Linked DNA regions of Mus musculus: region 2 is linked to region 1. Evidence: chromatin contacts called from public Hi-C data. All regions are on one chromosome and are shown on one strand. The core of a region is the stretch at or near the end of the contact, and the rest is flanking DNA. Distances in the headings are between cores, read along the strand shown.

The links. A called contact is a pair of places that touch in the nucleus more often than the background predicts.
Region 2: a contact with region 1 is called in a Hi-C map of neural progenitor cells, with 3 times the contacts expected there. The contact joins two enhancer-like sites. A contact is called at or near these places in 7 of 39 promoter capture datasets (cranial neural crest, embryonic stem cells, hematopoietic stem and progenitor cells and 4 more), 9 of 484 Hi-C or Micro-C datasets (B cells, the C10 cell line, CD4 T cells and 5 more), 3 of 115 datasets of contacts at active chromatin or transcription factors (bone marrow-derived dendritic cells, cardiomyocytes and embryonic stem cells) and 4 of 9 other capture datasets (adipose tissue, embryonic stem cells, liver and 1 more).

The regions. Positions count from the first base shown.
Region 1 is chr10:67,142,578-67,147,150 of GRCm38.p6, reverse strand. All of the region lies in intron 1 of Jmjd1c (jumonji domain containing 1C), which reads right to left. Among named protein-coding and RNA genes, the nearest start is that of Jmjd1c, 18 kb to the right of the region's middle. Within about 2 kb of position 3,285, at least 19 of the 459 cell types and tissues checked have an H3K27ac peak or open chromatin away from gene starts, as enhancers often do. A contact at or near this core is called in neural progenitor cells, where this site is marked.
Region 2 is chr10:67,223,713-67,228,464 of GRCm38.p6, reverse strand. It overlaps Jmjd1c (jumonji domain containing 1C), which reads right to left. Exons shown (of 26, transcript NM_207221.3): 9 at 4,284-4,456; 10 at 1,549-3,728. Among named protein-coding and RNA genes, the nearest start is that of Nrbf2, 59 kb to the left of the region's middle. Within about 2 kb of position 1,619, at least 105 of the 459 cell types and tissues checked have an H3K27ac peak or open chromatin away from gene starts, as enhancers often do. A contact at or near this core is called in neural progenitor cells, where this site is marked.

The sequences.
Region 1 (4,573 bases), core at 2,036-4,535:
TTATAACCTCCTTTCCCATATTCTTTTAGTGTTACAAAGACTATTTCCAGCTGGGTGAAGTGGAACCCATCTATTGTCCCTGAAAGTTCAGGGTCATTGTGGGATTCATATTAAGTCCAGAGCAGCCAGTGCTACATAGCAAGATAATCTCTGAGTTAGTGACCTGGCTCATCATGTAAAGGTGATTGCTGCACAGCCTGGCTATCTAAATTCCATCCCCAAATAGCTACATTGTAGAGGGAAAGAACCTTTTCAGTTGTCCTTCTGCCCTCCACATTCACAAGTGGTATATGCAAGTATGTGGATGCAAACAGTAAGTTTAAGAAAAACATTTTAAGAGCTATTTCTAGTATACTTAGTACACTATGAATGGGGAATCTAGACCATAAACAAGATGGACTGAGAGATGATGCCCAGGTGCAGAAAACGTGACTCTTTCTGAACATATGTACGCCAGGACATTTCTTGCAACAACTAAAAACATAGGGGCTCTGAACTAATCAGTGGTTTAAGACACTGATGGATTAAAAATCTGAGTAGACTTCAGGGAGCTGGTGGAACTGCAGGAGGCAGAGCATAACTGGAGGAAGTAGGAAACTTGGGGTTTGCCTTCAAAAGTTTTAGCTGGCCCTAGCCCCATCTGGCTATTTTGCACTGCATGGTTGCCATGAAGGGAGAAACCTGGGCCACAGGCTCCATGGACAATTCTAACTCACTTCTGATATCAAACAGCAGAACCAAACAAACTTGGGCTGTCACCTACCTCTAAAATCATAAGCCAAACTAATCTTTCCACCTTTGGATTGGTTCTCATTTGTACTCAAAACCAAATGTTGATTAAACAACGTTTTTAATTTATTGTACTTGCACACTAAGGTGACATTTAGTTCACGTTTCTCAGTAGTGCCCTACCTTTTAATGCCACTACCATAGATGTAACACTAGCTAGCTTATTATAAAACAAATATAACAGAATAATAGACTGGGTCATATATTCATAAAAGCCAGAAAAGATTCTCCACTATAGCCTTCAGGAAGCATATAATTTCCTGCCAGATTTGGGAATTCTGGCCTCTAAAATCCCAGATTCTAAACACAAATATAGATGACAGTATAGCAGTGTAATTATATATAAAACTGAGTACTCAGAAAACTCCATGTGTGCTTTGAATATAAAAAGTTCCCTACAGGTTCACAGGCTTGAGTCCTGGGTGCCTAGGAGTGCTGCTGTTTGCGATGGAGACAGAACCTTTAGGAACTGGACCTTGCTGGGACAGCCACAGCACTACTCAAAAGGTAGACTTCGGAGACTTTCCAACAAGCTGGCCTGCTGTTTCCTGTGTGTGGTAAAATGTTATCCACATGCTTTGCCACCCCAGGCTGCCAGCCTCACTCGTGCTGTAGTGTCCTCCTACCACGGGCAGATCACAGCAAATTAAAGTAAGAAATAGACCCATTTCAGAACCTGTATGTTTTCCAAAATGAGTTTATTGGTACAGGTATTATCCATCAGGTATATATCATTAAATTGAATCTACAAAATTTCCTATGTACATATTTTACTATTATGGCTGTTTTAAATTACAATGAAAAAAAAAACAAACAACAACAAAATCAGTAAAAATGTAAGCAACCCCAAGTAGAACAAAAAGAATGACCGCAACATCAGGAATACTTGCAATCAGATGGTCAGACAGTTAAGCAAACAACTAGAAATACCACCTATTTCAAAATAAATTTTCTTAAGGAATAACTTCATATCAACAAAACTGGGGGTGGGGGGTGAAAACACACACACAAAAATAATAGCCTCTGGTAGATAATGAAAACCTTGAGAAAACTAGGCTGGGCCCTGGTGGCAAACTCCTTTCATCCCAGCACTCAGGAGGCAGAGTCAGGAGAATCTCTGAGTTTGAGGCCAGCCTGGTCTACAGAGCAAGTTTCCAGGAAATCCAAGACTACACAGGGAAACCCTATCTCAAAAAAAAAAAAAAAAAAAAAAAAAAAAAAAAAAAAAAAAAAAAAAAAAAAACAACACACTAGCCTCTCTGCTAAATTCTATTGAAAAGCAACTACTTGACTTATAAATTTTGGTATCATTATCTACTTTTTGTTTGTGCTGTTGTATTAGGGATTAAACCTATTCATTTCCTAAATCGCATAGCCCTCACTTACTAAAATATTATAGGTAATGCTCATAAACACTAGTATGAAAGAATGGGATAATTATTACCACACTTATTTTAAAACAACTCAGAGAACTCACATTCCCTTGTAAGTAATATGTAATCAGTATTTTGGTCCATGGTATTTAGTGAAACTGTATTATATGTATTTCATCTTTTCTATTTTAGTTAGCATACTCTTATAATTCCTGGTATTGATTAGGCCTTTAAGTTTTTACTGTTGAAAGGTGGTATATGCACAGGTATACCAACACTGCTAATATTAATTCCCTACAGTATATAAGCCTGAACACAAAAATGGCTACAAATCCATACTGCAAAACATACAAGACTATTCCTCAAATGTTGCTTAAATAAAATCTTTTGTACCATTTCTAACACAATGAAAAGCAACTGAAACGTCCTATGGAAAACCAACACCTGCAGGAAAAGATGCAGTCTGGCAAGTGCTGGGCCTGTCCATTCATGACTTAGTTCTCAAACATTAAGGCTCTCCTCCTCTCCCTTCCTGTGCACTCAGTGGATGGAGTTAAGAAAACAGAGCTTACAGTGTTCTAGCTGAACTACACAACTACACAGCTGAACCTATTACTTGGCCTAAAAAAAAAAACCGGCTTTCTTTCAGGGAACAAGTTTTAATGTGGATTCAAGTTCTAGACAGAATATCTGCTCTGTGGAAACAAACAAACAAACAAACAAACAATCCTTATTAAAAAGTCACTATTTTTAAAAGTGTCAACTAATGAAAGTGCCTAAAACTACCACTAAAACATGACATCCCTGAAATAATTTCTACTTCTGGCAAGATAAATGCGACATATGCATGTAACCTTAACAATTTCAGTCCAAACTGACAACTCAAAATATTATTCACTCAACAATATTTTTAAGATTTTTAAAAATGGTTTCTTCTTAAGTTAGTGGCTGTAATCTATGACAGGAAGGCTATTTAATCAATATCTTATAGTATGTTGTTAATAAGTTACAAAGTTTCAGATATAATGAAAAGAATTTGGCATGTTACTAAACTATTAAAGGCCTGTCAAAAAACAAGGGGAAACTGTCTAGCTGGTTGACCATGCTGTGCTGGCAACATCTCAAACATCTGCTAAAGGTCAGATTTCCACTGCATGGAAGCAATCAATGGAACTACACAATTCTCCTAGCACTTTAAGAAGCTAAACAAAGACCACTATTTTACATAAGTAACAGAACATAACTTAGCTTTGTAATAAATTACAGCAAAGTCTACAGCTTTCTTATCTGAGAAATCACACATTTAAATAACACTTCTGAATTTCTATTTGTATTTAAACTTATGTTTACTATGTTTACAACATATATTTATAAAACTCTACCTTTCCAAAGGTTGAAAAAAATTGTTTTTTTTCTTTTATATTAGAGAAAGTATAATAAAAACTTAATCCTAATAAAAAGTTAAGACAATTTTAACAACAAACAGTCACTTTTAGGAATCTGAAAACATGTTAGTTCACAGGTTGCTTAATTCAGTGCACACAGCTCATTCACAGCCGTTACATTTCTAGAAAGCAGGACTTACTGGTAAAAGTACACTTGTTATGGGATGTTTCTGTGATGATAGAGACTGACAGCAATGCTGACGAGGGAGCTCCCTCAAGTGCTCTTCACACCAGGTGGCTTACAGCCCCCTGTACCTCGGGTTTCAGGGGAGCTGGCACCCTTTTCTGAGCTATAATCACTCTTGGAAGTACATGGTACAAATAAGCTTACAAGCACATGAACACTAATAATCTTAATGTGACTGCTCGGGCAATCTGACTAGTTACTTAAACAATATTTAAACACAAGTTACTAAAGTATTAAAAAATTATTGCGGGCTGGCGAGATGGCTCAGCAGGTAAGAGCACTGACTGCTCTTCCAAAGGTCCTGAGTTCAAATCCCAGCATCCACATGGTGGCTCACAACCACCCATAATGAGATCTGATGCCCTCTTCTGGTGAGTCTGAAGATAGCTACAGTGTACTTAGATATAATAATAAATAAATCTTTAAAAAAAATTATTGCAAGTATGTGTAAGTGGTTGGGGGGGGGGGTTGTATGCTTTAAGACATGGTGTTACTAGATGGCCACAGTGGGCTGACGGTGAACTCCTCATTTTCCTGCCTCTGTGCCTGAGTACTAGAATTATAAGCATCCACTTGTTTTGGGGTTTTGTTTTTGGTTATTTTGTTTTTGTTTTTGTTTTTTAAAGACAGGGTTTCACTATGTAATCTTGACTGGCCTGAAGCACAATGGTAGACCAGTTTGGCCTCCAAGTCTCAAAGAACCACCTTCCTCTAACTTAGTGCTTGCTGAGATTTGAAGGCAAGTATCACTTTGCCAGGCTCTTTTCCTGGGTGTTTTG
Region 2 (4,752 bases), core at 370-2,869, 83 kb before region 1:
GCACACAGCACATGCCAGTTATGGCATAACGACTGGTATAAAGATGTTTCTAGGGTTGCAGAGATGGCTTTCTAGTCAATACCACTGGCTGCTCTTCCAGAAGACCAAGGTTCAATCCCCAATGCCTATAACTTCAATTCCAGCCCCTGGAGATCTAATGCTATTTTCTGGCCTCCACGGCACCAGACATACACATAATGCACACTTAATTCAAGCAGGAAAACACCCATGCACATAAACTAATGAAAAGGCGCTTCTTTTCCAATGCATACAAGAGATCTTTCCTCTGGACTTTATTAAAGGGTGTTAGAATGAACAACACATATCACACCACTGATGAGACATTATTTCGCACACTTTCTTCAATCATTTACTTCTAAATTGATTACACTAGAGAAAACTAAATGCAATCCTGTTTCTATTTCTTTTAAACTGGGAATTAACTTTGACCAATATACTTTTAATTCTATATGATGGGAGCAGTTTAGAATGTGAAACTTCATAACACGGATTGTAATAACTTAAAAAGTACTATGAATTTTTCAAAATGATATACGTGAAACCAATTCTTAATTATGTGATAACAAAATAGGCACTTCTGAAGGGTTTTTTTTTTTTTTTTAAAGAAGTGAATGAATTACAAAGGTAACTTATTGAAGGGCTTTTGATACTATTAATTCTTCTATACTAGGCCATACTTGATATTAGTAAATTTCTTCTAGTAATTTAATAATACTATCTGCTTTAAATAAGGCATCATCCTTTAATTCAAACTGTCTAATTTATTGGCAATGTATCTAAAATGTATAGGTCTGTGAATAAAACCCTACTAACATACATTACCTAACACCGCTCCTTTTATACAGTGAGAGCCTTGAAGACCTAGATCTTGGTTAACAAATTCAAAAACAGCTGCCCTAGTGAAGAGAACTCGGGAGCAAGACATTAAAGTCACATAAATACATGCGAACCCTTGATTTCTCAATGTCAACACCATAAATGCACTTTGGGATACAGAAATTAATTATAGAGTGTAGGGGACTCACTAGTGTATACATCAACAAGTATATTGTAAACATTCTAAAATTCGGTCACAATTTCAGCTCATAAAGTAAATTTAAGCAAAAATGATTTAGGAAATCTCCCTAAACTCCCAGCTTTGTTACATGGTTAGGGTGAGACGGACCACATCACACTGCTCCTCAGTACTGTGCTTACAGCTAAACAGGAACTACTTCTCGAATGAGATCAGGTCTCAGCTAAATACTTTAGTATCAGAAGTACAGTTCTTTTCTGGTGTAATAATCAAAGCTGTATTTTGACATTTCTAGGAAAAGATCAATTTCTAAACTTCACACTGTACTGTCTTTCCTACAACAAATGTCAGGTGAAAACATCTCTCAAGATCGGGGATCTAATCTTTTCCTCTTGTGGGGAGACAGGAAAGGCAGAAAGGAAATTCACAACTACATCCCATGGAGCCACATCCTTACTGCGAGGACCCGTGGCCCATTTTATTTGCGATAAATCAATGTATTTACTCACCGCTATTACTGTTCTGCAACTTCAGTTTACTTTTGTCCTTGGCGCTCCTGCTGAGAACTCCATTAGGCTTCGAGTCCTCTTCGACCTCGCCTTTCCTCTTCTGCAGGTCGTTCTGCTTCTTTTTATAAGTTGGCTTCGGCTGCCGTTTAGTCCTCTGCTCCGACTTGCTTTCGCTCTCATCTGAGTCTCCACTTTCAGAGCCAGATTCGTAAGTTCTTTTGGCTTTTCTCCTGCTGACTTTCTCATCTCTTCCATATTTATCTACAGCGACTCTGCCATCTGCACGATTTTCTATATCATTAGATGTAGAGGCTATTAAGTTGACAGAACATGGCTTAATAATTTCGGATACAGAATTCCCTGAATTTTCCATTTTATTAGTATTTTTATCTTCTTCTGAATGTCTGGTGAGCCAGGCCTTCTTCAGTTTAGTGTGGTAGTTGGGCTGACTGGACTGGGCTGCTGGCCCATTTCCTACAGAGATTGCTTTGTTACTTGCAGTGCAGGTCATGGTGCTATCCAGGGGAAGAGAGGCTGCCACTGTCTGATTTCTCACAGTATTAAGTTCAGCCTCACTGACACTACTATTTTTAAACTGAGCTGCAGCCAACGCTGCCTTGTGCTTTTTTAAATGAATAAAATCAGTTGTGCCTGAGAAGCCAGAGCCGGGCTGAACAGCACTTCCTGTCTTACTACAGGCCAGAGTGCCTGGAACCGCGGTGCTGACTGTGCAGTCCTTTGCTTGCGCCACTGCCTGACTAACAACACTTTTTGAAGAAGTACATTCGAAGGGTGTAGAGGCCGAAATGGTATTTGATAAAGAATAACTTGTTTCTGCACTACTCAAGCTGGAGACACTGGTGGTAGTGGCAGCAGATGTGAACACATCTGCTTTGGTAGTAGAGACTACATTTACAGCAGACATGACTGAAACAGGAACGTTGCCCTGGGAGACAGCTTCAAAGTTTTTTTCAGATTTCACATGAGCACTTTCTAAATTCACATTTGGTAGAATAATTCTTCCAGTCTCTCCGGCTTCTGGTTTGAGGTAATCTGTTTTATTTGCCCCAGATGAAGATCTTTCACAAACTCGATCTTTGGAAGCTAATGGTACAGATGGCACACTATCAACTTTTGTACTAGAAGGTGGACGAACAATGACAGATGCCACAGCAGCCTGGGACTTTCCACTACTCTTTTCCACGGGCCACTCAGCTTTCTCTCTGTTGAGGTTGTTATTAGATCTCCACATTTCCGTTAGACTCTGATCAGAAGAATTCTTAAAATTTGACTGAGAGTCTTTTGGCTCAGGAATTAGAGTTGGAGGCTTCTGAGATTCTTGAACTTTGCCACCAGCATTTACTGGCATCACCGGTGTCAGTGTTGGAGGGGAAAGGCTACTGTAGCTGCTTTCCTTTCTTTCCAAACTGTGGTGGATTGGTGGATGGAATACTGGTGCCCTGTGCAGAGCAGGCATGCTGCGGAGTGCATTAGTAGAAGAAACAGTCAGATGGGTAGGGCTCCGACAATCACTTCTGAACGTTGTTACTGAGTGAGATGCACTCTGATGGGGAAGATGGTCTGGTATCTTGCCCACTAAACTTTCACTTTCTGGTTGGTGTTTAATCAAAGGTGGAGGCTTCGAAAGAGATGATATAAAAGAATGAGTTTGAGGATTGGCTGTTGCAGAAAGGTTATTATTTTGTTTCTCAGTGTAAATGTTGGAAACTTCTTTGGATGGGTAGGATCTTGGTGGCTCATTGACCACACTATTAGATAAAGTAGTGAAGTAGTTACTCTGGGGCAAACTCTGAGGCACTGAGTGCTTCATCTTATAAATCTCTGACACGGAGCGGTCTACGTCTTTATCTTGTTTGATAGCATGGCTTTTAGGACTAGAAGATGATGGTACTACTCTGGAGTAATTCTCTCTTTCAACCTCATGACCCTTGATTTTGGTTGTAAATGGAGCCACATCAATACTCTCCTGAAGAATCCGACGATGTTCCTCCTTGTATTTGTTCAGTCTCTCTCCAGTCTCCTGGGGTGGCCTTGGACCCACAAAATGCCTATGCAAGTGACAATCTTTTCCTGCCTGTGACCTATTAAGATCCAGGTCACCTTTTACTGATGTGGATGCATTAGACCGTAATGGTTCCATAAAAGCTTTCCTCTCCAATTCTCTACAAAGAAAATACACAAAGATTCCTGTAATCACTTTTCCATACAAAATGATTTTTATGAAATGTTATTCTGTTATGAAAGCAAACAGTTTTGATAGTATTTAAAATTGGAAGATATACCAGTGTGAAAAGAACATATCCACATGTAGTGACTTATACCTATTATTGCCATTACTTGGAAGGCTGAGGCAGGAGGATTGCAATGAGTTCAATAGCAGACTGACTCAACAAGGCAAAACACAAGGAAAAGAAAAGAATCTTCAGTCTGGATTTGACACCAATTTTAAATAAACTATTTAAAAAGTGGATTGAGAAAATCATGAGCCGGGCGTGGTGGCGCATGCCTTTAATCCCAGCACTTAGGAGGCAGAGGCAGGCGGATTTCTGAGTTTGAGGCCAGCCTGATCTACAGAGTGAGTTCCAGGACAGCCAGGGCTACACAGAGAAACCCTGTCTCGAAAAACCAAAAAAAAAAAAAAAAAAAACCAAAAAAAAAAAAAAAAAAACCACGAAAGCCAAAGGCATGTGTTAAGTGTTAAACACTGGTAAGCTTACTCTTTGTGGTGATCTGCTAATGTCTTTGTCAGTGGGGGACTGGAATGCACTGTAATCTTGTGAGGTCGATGAGGCTCTGCACTGGAAGGTCTGACAGGAATGTGACTAAGTAATCCAATACCATCCGCTGAGGTCACAGGAGTGGGTTGATGTAGCCAAGGACTGGGAGAATTCTATTAGAAACAAAACCAAAAAAACCTACATTTTAGTTACCAACACAACAGAAAAACACAAACCTAAATTGTTGAGCTGGGTAGACTGTCATGTACTTAATCCTAGCACTCAAGTTTCATAGCAAGACTTCTGACCATAGTATATTTATAAAACCTGGTATTTTTAAATGAATCTGGTGAGAAATATTCAACTTTTAACCAACATTAATCATACAGTCTTTTTACATTCAACTTAAAACAAATCAACATAAAATAGTAACTTCTAAAAATATTTCTTCACTAAAAGCAGATATGAA